Linked DNA regions of Mus musculus: region 2 is linked to region 1. A link is a contact called in public HiChIP or PLAC-seq data. All regions are on one chromosome and are shown on one strand. Each heading gives the region's core, a stretch centred on a gene start, on an enhancer-like site or on the middle of the called end of the contact. The rest is flanking DNA. Distances are from core to core; before and after follow the strand shown. Region 1 holds the start of Sugct (succinyl-CoA glutarate-CoA transferase). Region 2 has its middle 17 kb from the start of Yae1d1.

Region 1 (4,256 bases), core at 1,629-4,128:
CAATGCTCCAAATATAGAGAAATTTGGGCAGAGCACTGAACTGCATATATATAGTTTATTCTGGCCTTTTGTGAATAAAGAAGTATAAATCATATTAAGTGACTTCCAGTGATTTTAAGTTTCAATATCTTAACAAAAATACAAAAAAATGGATGTAGAACTATTTTCTATTAATAAATATATAGAAAACTGTCTAAGATAGCTTGTCATTTCATTAAAAAATAGTTTGCAAAACATTTACCCTCAAAGTCTAAGTGATTACTGAAGCATTGTTTTAGCAATTCTACATATTCACAAAAATCACAATTAGGAAGACAAAAAACGTTTTATTTTAAAACATTGAAAAAAACAAATGTCTGTTATATTGGAAATGTCAAATATGAAAACTGTGTTCTATGATACACACTCCCAGATAGCTAAATACTGTAAATTGTCCTATCATTTCCGCTGTTATCAACACTTGATAAAGTTGGAGATATACCAAAGGTCTGCTAATCATTATTCAAAGTCATCATCCTTGGGTTCAACTCTTTTACACAAGTAAAAGTTCTGTCCAGGATGTTCCTGACACATGAAGCTTCCAGGTGAATTTCAGAAATATTAAGAAAAGTATCTTCCTTTTTTGCCTGTGAATGTTTGCGTATTGCTGTACTGTTGGCTTATATCCACTACAGACACTGGTTCTAGGCCAGCCCAAGGGTCTTCAAGCATTGAAGGCTTAAAATAACTTTCCAACTCATTAGACATTCTTTTTTCTCTACCACGCCCTGATCCAAATGGTGTAGATGTCCTTGGAGAACCCTTTAGGAAAAAAATCATCAGTTAAAAATAAAAACATCTAGTAAGAGATAACTGGTACTTTCTCCTCTAGTTTAATATTAGTGGGGAATCACATTAAAAGTTGTCAATTGAAACCCAATATATTCAGTTGCAAATTTCTTTAATCTAGTGCTTTTAAAAATTACTAAAACCAATTGTATATTTCTCTTTTAGAAATGTCTGCTATCATCTTAAAACCTTTCAGTTTCTAATGTGATAACCAACCCTGCAGCTATTAAATACAAATAAACCCAGTACAAGCAGTGGTTCACTGTATTCACTTCTTGGAAACTTACTTTTTAACCTGATAGGCTTCAAATTTCTAGAACTTTTATATTGCATGAAAATTTTCTATTCTTATTAACTCCAACTCATAAGGATTCATATGGGTGAGCATATTCAATTTTGCAAAACCACCGAGATACAAGTTGTTAGCTACTTCCTGTCTTGTATTCACTCATGGAGAAGAGGGGAAGTTTCCTCAATTTCAAATTTTCTATTTTTCCTTCAAGAGAACTTTGAGTAGGTATAAATATGGCTCGAAATAAAATAATTGTTTCTTTTAAAAAAAGCAAGGATGCAAAAACAAGGGAGGGACATCTGTAGGAAAATGGCAGTAGACTACAGTCTAGAGGTGCCATACTACACAATAGGGAATCATTTACTGTCCTCCCCCTAGGAATCCAGGACAATTCACTGAAATAAATGACAAAAAACCCAAAACCAAATAAAAACCTCTGGGGGTGGGTGGGAGAAGAAATGGAGGATTAAAGAAGTTTGTATACGAATGTGGTATGCTGGCTGAGAGCAGTTTCTGTGGACAGAGAACTAGAGCTCCGCCACTTATGGTAGTCTTAGATAATTTCTTTACGCCTCAGGTTACTCATCTGCAAAACTGGGCCAACGTAGTATCGGAGGATTAAACAATCCACGGAAAGGGAATGTTTCGTATCACGTCTGCCATCACAGGAAGAGTTCGGCAAACGCTAGCTATTGTCTTTACCTGGGGGTAGGTCTGCTGCTGCCCTGGGGAGTAGCCGAACTGATGCTGGGACCCCGCGGGGGACCTGGAGTAGGAGCCTGGGTAGCCGCCCGGGGACGGAGACCCGAAGCGGGCCCCCGAGAAGTTGCCGCCGTGCCGCGGAGACTGGCTGCTCCCGTACGGCCTAGCCCGGGGCCCGCAGGGCGGAGTGTGGTGCGGACTCCCGTACCCGTCCCGCGGGGAGGGCGGCCGCGGCCCCCCGCCCAGGGCACCCCGGAAGTTATTTCCGCCACCCCAACCTCCTATCCCCGGGCTGGGGTACGGAGGAGTTGGGGGTCGAAAATTCGGTCGGTGCATATCAGGAAACGAAGCCGCAGAGCTCACACGCCGAACGCCTCACCGGAACCTCTGCGATCAACCGCCAGAAGGAAACTGGTATTCCTCTATTTATACACCCTTCCGGCTCCCAGCGGACTACCGCACCTTAGTTCCGGCTGCACAAAGGTTCCGATCTCACCAAGTTTCTGCAAGAGGGCAGGTAAACAGGTCACTCAATGGAAGAATGGTGGGCGTGTCTGAGAGGAGGAAAGACTGTAAAGGGGAAACTAAATCTCCGGCCGCAGCACGAGCACAGTCGTCAACGGTCTTCCCGGAGACCCCCAGTACACGAAGACGGAAGCGGAAGAGAGGAAACCGATCATCAGGCCTTATTGGCTGTGAGGGTGGGAGAGGGGCGTGCGGGTTCCGAAGAGGGCGGATCAGAGGGGTAGGGCCATCCGTCTTGGAGGCTTCCGGGAAGCAAGGAGTGAAGCGTCAGCCGGATTCGGGGGCGGGGCCATGAGCCAAGAGGCGGGGCCGAAGGGTGTGAGGCGAGAGACTCGGTTGAACAGGATCGTCCAAGGGGGCGGGGCCGAGTGAGACTGAGGTGGAGGCCTGGGCGGAAGCGGAGGGCGTGGTGGGCGGGGAAGAGTGCGAGGGCGACCAGGGGGAGGGTCTTTGCGGAGGGGGCGGGGCTGGCGGCGGGGCCGGGCTGGCTGGGGGGGCGGGGCTGAGGGGGCCTAAGGTCAAGGAGGGAGGTCGCGGGGCGCTCTCGCTGGGGTTGAGGGGCGATGCTGTGGATGCTGGCCAGGGCGGTGGCTTTTCGGAGACCCGGCCGAGGCCTGGCCGGCGGGAGGGGGCTGTGGACCGGCCGCCCGCAGTCAGGTACCTACTGACACTGAGCGCTCGGGCTCCCTGAGGGGAGCGCTCGCGCCTCGGGGGCTCCTGTCGCAGGGCTCATGGCCATGGTCGTGCCCTGCTTCTCTTTTCCACCCCTGGCTTCTAATCCCCCAAGGTTTGGTAACTTAGGAAACAGCACCTCCCGCCAAAAGCTGAGTTTTAGAAAGCAGACTGCTGCCTTGAAAACTTAAGCGAGCCTGTAGTAATTAATGCTGGACTTGAACCCTGCGTTTACGTTCTTGTAAAATGGAAGTTGACGAGGTTAGGAAGTAGAAACAGAAATTTAAAGGGGAAAAAAAAACCCACGAAAACATACCCCAAACTTAAAAATCTTGTAATTATAAAGAAACGGGATAATTAAAAAATGCTATCTTCTGCATAAGATACCTGTCTTAGACATTCCTGTAGAAGAGTTTTGTGGTCTTTCCCTAACTCCTTCAGATACTAAAATCAACTTGGGATTTTAGGACTCATCACATTAGACCGTGGATATGTGAGGGGGTTATTGGTTTAGATTTTTGTGTGTGTGAGTGTATTGTTTGCGTGTATGCACATGCACCATTTAACGTACCTGATGCCTTTGGAGATCAAAAAAGAATCAGATTTCCTGGAACTGGAGAAAATTGTGGTTGTGAGCTACCTTGTGAGTGCTGGGAACTGAGCCAAATCCTCTTGAAAGAGCAGTAAGTGCTCTTAACCACTGAGTCATCTCTTCAGCGCCTGGCCTAAGGTTTTCATTCATCCATAGCATCTTTCTGAAGCATTTTGGCCTTCAGTCTCTGACATCTTCGGTGACATAACTATAGAGTATATCCTCAGCTTTATTCTTTATTAATGGAGACATAAACACAAGGGCTTATGGGGGGGGGTGAGGTTGTTTAATTTTTTCATGCCCCTGCTATATTCTTGGATAATTCAGTTCGACTTTTTTTGTTTTGCTTCATTTTGTTGTTTTGTTCTTTGTTTGTTTTTTTGAGACAAGGTTTCAATACATAACCCAGGCTCGACCACATTTCTTATTTCTGAAGACAAATTGTATAATCATGGAGGGATAATGTCATCATCAGGATGTAATGATATTTTAGCGCCTGCACACTACAGCTTATCTAACATTTATATTGTTCTTTACTGGCCATAATTTCTGTTTTATCTTTTCTTTGTCTAGCTTAGAATCTAGCATTTGAGCAGTCATACTTATGAATGTATATTTATTCACACATACATGTCAGTGAGTCAA
Region 2 (4,029 bases), core at 614-3,113, 280 kb before region 1:
GGAAACAAAAATCCAAGTTGTCTTTACTTTGGTCATCTCCCCCTTTTTTCTTAATACTTGCAGGTTGAATTAACACATTTATCAAACAGAGAACTGGCCACTGGCTAAATACTAGATCTGCTTTTCTCTAAACATTTCCCCTTTTCTTAGATTAGATATGGGAGGAGTGTCCAAAGAAAAAACTGCCAGCCAATTAACAAACCAAACAGCCAGAAGCCAAAACAAGTCAAAAGCTGAATCGAAAAAAGTCTTGAAAGCAAACAAAACAGATACCTTACACCAAATAATTTGAAAACAAACCAAAGGGAGTAAAACAGAAGACAAAGTATCCAACAAATAGGATTTTAAACAATAAGCTCTGAATGACCACAATGGATCTGTGACCAAAACTCAGTATGTCTGAACTCCAGATGCTGAAACCCCTGAGGAGACAGCATTTAATGGTTGGGACACAGGGACCTATTCTCCTGGTGTCTGGTGTAGAGACAGGTGATAACTCTAGTGAAAAGTGAATTATTCTTGAGGCTTTATGTTGGGGGCATAACTGTCAGTGAGAAAACACAGCTCTCACTTTGAGAATAAGGTAAGGTGTTCTCATGGTCTGAGAACTCAGATTCCGGTCGGGTTACCAGATAGGCCTTGGGTGCTTTCTGTCAACATTTTTAGTCTTGTGGTTGGTAAAAATCAGGGTGGTCTATTTGTACATTACATAATTTTTACCTAATATTCACAAAGATGTCAGCTCACATTCAACAGAGGGAGATAAATGGCTACTAAGGGCCTATGATGGCCCAAAATGATTTAACTATGAATTTGCAACATTGGAAATTAGTATGGAAAGCTGGGGAACATCTTCAAAACCCGGACAGTGAAAGCTGTGGTATGTGAGACTCCCACACGTGCTTTTTCTAATCTGAGAGTCCCGTCTCATGGGAGACTTCCCCCTTGATAGTCGTTATGGCTATCTACTTAGTGCTTCCTTGCTGATCGCATCACTAACTTAGTCTTATGTACAAATTAAGCCAAGACTTCCCATTTTTCCCTTGCCTCCTTCTAATTTTTTTTTGGGGGGGGGAGACTCAAACATTTACTTTTAAAATTTAGACATCGTTTAACTGAATTTCTGTTTTAAAAAAATACATTTTTGAGGGAACTAATGAAAGACGAAAAGCATAAAATGAAAGTGAAACAATGTGCAGAACTTTGTGTAGAAACTTAAATGTGTAGAAATGCAAAAAAAAAAAAAAAAACCAACAACAACAACAAAAAAAAATCCAAAATACTCTAACATGTTCAGTAGCACAAATGGCTTTTGTTATAAAATACTTTACACTGTCATTTTAGGTGGGACAATTAACTTACAAATTGATGACTTTTGAAAACTGATGGCAGTAGATAAAAATTCCTGCTATGTAACTTTCTATGCGACTATTTCAGTGGTAATATGAGTACATGTATTTTAGAATCCTAAATCTAAAATCAAAGCTACTCATTATTTGTTTTGGAAGAGCATTCTTAGACAGGTAAAGCATTGGTTCTTTCAGACTTAATATGCGATCTATGACTTCTTTCACATTATTGTGAAAACAGGGCTTCAGCGTTTAAATGTACATTCCTCTTGGCTACTGCTAAGGGAGGGCAATTTGTTTTGATCACTTACTCTGTTTCAAGCCTTTATGTTTTCCATAATTAAAGGCAATTCACTTAAGTGCCTGATATCTCCATTACCAAATAGGTTCCTGTTGCCCAGGAGGCCTATCAAAGGAACCTCCCGGGAAAGCACAGCACCCAAGCAACTGTGACCAGTCAGCTGAGCTGGAAGGGAAGCAGTATTTCAGGAAGCAACACTTAGAGGCAAGACCAAGGACAAAGTCGCTCACCACCACAGACTCACTGTGACTCACTAAAAGTCCCTCACCAACCCTTATGACTCAGACAGAGAAAACACTGAGTGAAAGATGGATGTGTTCTGATTTGTGGTTTGTGGTTGTTAAAAGCAGAAGTTCAGAGTAAAACCCAATGTGGTTTCTCTACAGTCCCATAAGCAAGGAAGTCATATATTTACATAGATCGGTGTGATTATTGATTAAAGATTTAAGTATTTTGTATATTAAATATTTACTAAGCCTCTGCATTAACACCAGGCTAACATAGTTAAGAGAGCCAACTTAACTCAAACGTTAATCATTTTTGATTACTAGAGATACTTTTAAAGAATTTTATAAACTTTAATTTGGGGGATGAGGGAGTGTGAAGGGATGTGCATGTGAGAACAGGGGCCCTCAGAGGCCAAAGGCCTCTGGAGCTACTTACAGGCAGTTGTGAACTGCCTGACTCAGAGGCTGGAATGATCTCAGGTTCTTAGCCAAAGCAGTACATGAATTAACCATCTTCTTAGCTCTGGAGATACTTTTAAGCAAATAATCATTATTAACACTAATTTTAGAGATTTTCTGAAATAAAGTAAAATGTAAAAAGGAAAAAAAAAGGTATGTTTTGAACATTTGAAAATACATCAAGCATAGGCATGAACAAGGACTCTATTCTTCTCATAGGACCATAGGAAATTAGCTCTCGTTTACAGACAATGGTCAGAATGAATCTCTATCTACCCCACTCCAAAATGGCTGTCTTAAACCCTGCAGTCTCTCAAAGCTATCCATGGGGGTGGGGGTGGGGGTGGGGGTGGGGTGCTGTGACCCCATAGAGGATGATGCACTCTGTTGTCAGCTCTCTTCCCTCCCCTTTCTTACTTTTGCAGTCATTCCGTTGTTTTGCTGTGACTTCCCAAACACACACACTTGTTTGTGTGGTATAAACAATAGGTATACATTTTCCCATAGCTGGAGGGGCTAGGAGTCCAAGATCAAGATGTTGTCTGGCTGCTGCAGAAGCCTCTGCCCCAACCTGAAGATACTCTGTTGTCAGTATGCAGTGTCTGGTCATCAGGCGTGGTGGCAAGTGCCTTTAGACCCACATGATAGAAAGTGAGAACCAACTCACAAGTTGTCCTTTGATCTCCACCAGAGCACCATGGTGCGCGCGCGCGCGCGCGCACACACACACACACACACACACACACACCCCTAAAATGTAAAACTGAGTTCTCTTTTAACAAAATAAATATTTTTTCTTTTCATAATGATACCATTAGTATCTGATTAAGAGTCACCCTCCATACCTCATTTGAACCAGGAAAAGCACCTCTGCTCCAATGTGATTGCATTTTGGGCTGGCATTAGAACTTCAACAAATACATTTAGTGAGATGAAGTTAATATAAATTTAGGGACAAAATTCAGACCAATTTAATACATCACATTGCTTGAAATTTTATTTCTGGGTTAGCTTTAGGAGACATAAATCATGGCACAAAACAGAAAGGAAAGTAGGATATTATCTAACACATTGTACAAAATGTGCTATTTATATAAAAAAAAAAAAGGTCTGCTGACATTAAATTATCTTAATTTTTAAAAAGAGTTTTAATGGCCTTTCTGTTGTGCTTTTTAGCTTTTAGTTTTATTTTTATTTGTGTATGTGTGTGTGTGTGTGTGTGTGTGTGTGTGTGTGTGTGAGAGAGAGAGAGAGAGAGAGAGAGAGAGTGTTTGCATATTTGTGCATAGGTGTGCCTGCCTGTACACTGGTGGAGGCCAGAATAGGGTATAGGATAAGGGATTCCTGAGACTAGAGTTACAGATGTCTGCAGGATGCTACATTTCTTATCCAGGGGCTGGGATCTCAATTCCAGCCCTTGTGATTGCACAGCAAGCATTCTTAACCACAGAACCATCATCCCAGCCCTCCAGGTTGTTCATTTGTTAGTTTTTAGTGTTTAGATAGCATCTCATATAGTCCAGGCTGGCCTCTAACTCCCTGTGCACCAGAGGCTGGACCTGAACCCTGTGCACCAGAGGCTGGACCTCCCCACTCCAACCTCCCGAATGCCAGGGTTAGACTGGTGTCCTTTTATAAAGCAGACATTAGGTTTGCAGCAAAATTGACCAAAATATTCTCTTCTCACATTCAT

Evidence for each region. HiChIP or PLAC-seq counts read pairs in DNA pulled down with a chosen protein or histone mark.
Region 2: a contact with region 1 is called in a BATF HiChIP or PLAC-seq map of CD8 T cells, with 6 read pairs. The contact joins the enhancer-like site here to the promoter of Sugct in region 1. A contact is called at or near these places in 3 of 39 promoter capture datasets (cranial neural crest, liver and pre-B cells), 6 of 484 Hi-C or Micro-C datasets (LSK cells, Th1 cells, bone marrow-derived macrophages and 3 more), 4 of 115 datasets of contacts at active chromatin or transcription factors (CD8 T cells, bone marrow-derived macrophages, epiblast stem cells and 1 more) and 2 of 9 other capture datasets (adipose tissue and liver).

The regions. Positions count from the first base shown.
Region 1 is chr13:17,693,387-17,697,642 of GRCm38.p6, reverse strand. It overlaps Sugct (succinyl-CoA glutarate-CoA transferase), which reads left to right and starts at 2,878. Exons shown (of 14, transcript NM_138654.3): 1 at 2,878-3,004. The coding sequence starts at 2,911. Mplkip (M-phase specific PLK1 intereacting protein) reads right to left here and starts at 2,230. Exons shown (of 2, transcript NM_025479.6): 1 at 1,823-2,230; 2 at 1-801. The coding sequence starts at 2,158. The coding sequence ends at 601.
Region 2 is chr13:17,973,930-17,977,958 of GRCm38.p6, reverse strand. No RefSeq gene overlaps it. Among named protein-coding and RNA genes, the nearest start is that of Yae1d1, 17 kb to the left of the region's middle. Within about 2 kb of position 1,863, at least 134 of the 459 cell types and tissues checked have an H3K27ac peak or open chromatin away from gene starts, as enhancers often do. A contact at or near this core is called in CD8 T cells, bone marrow-derived macrophages and pre-megakaryocyte-erythroid progenitors, where this site is marked.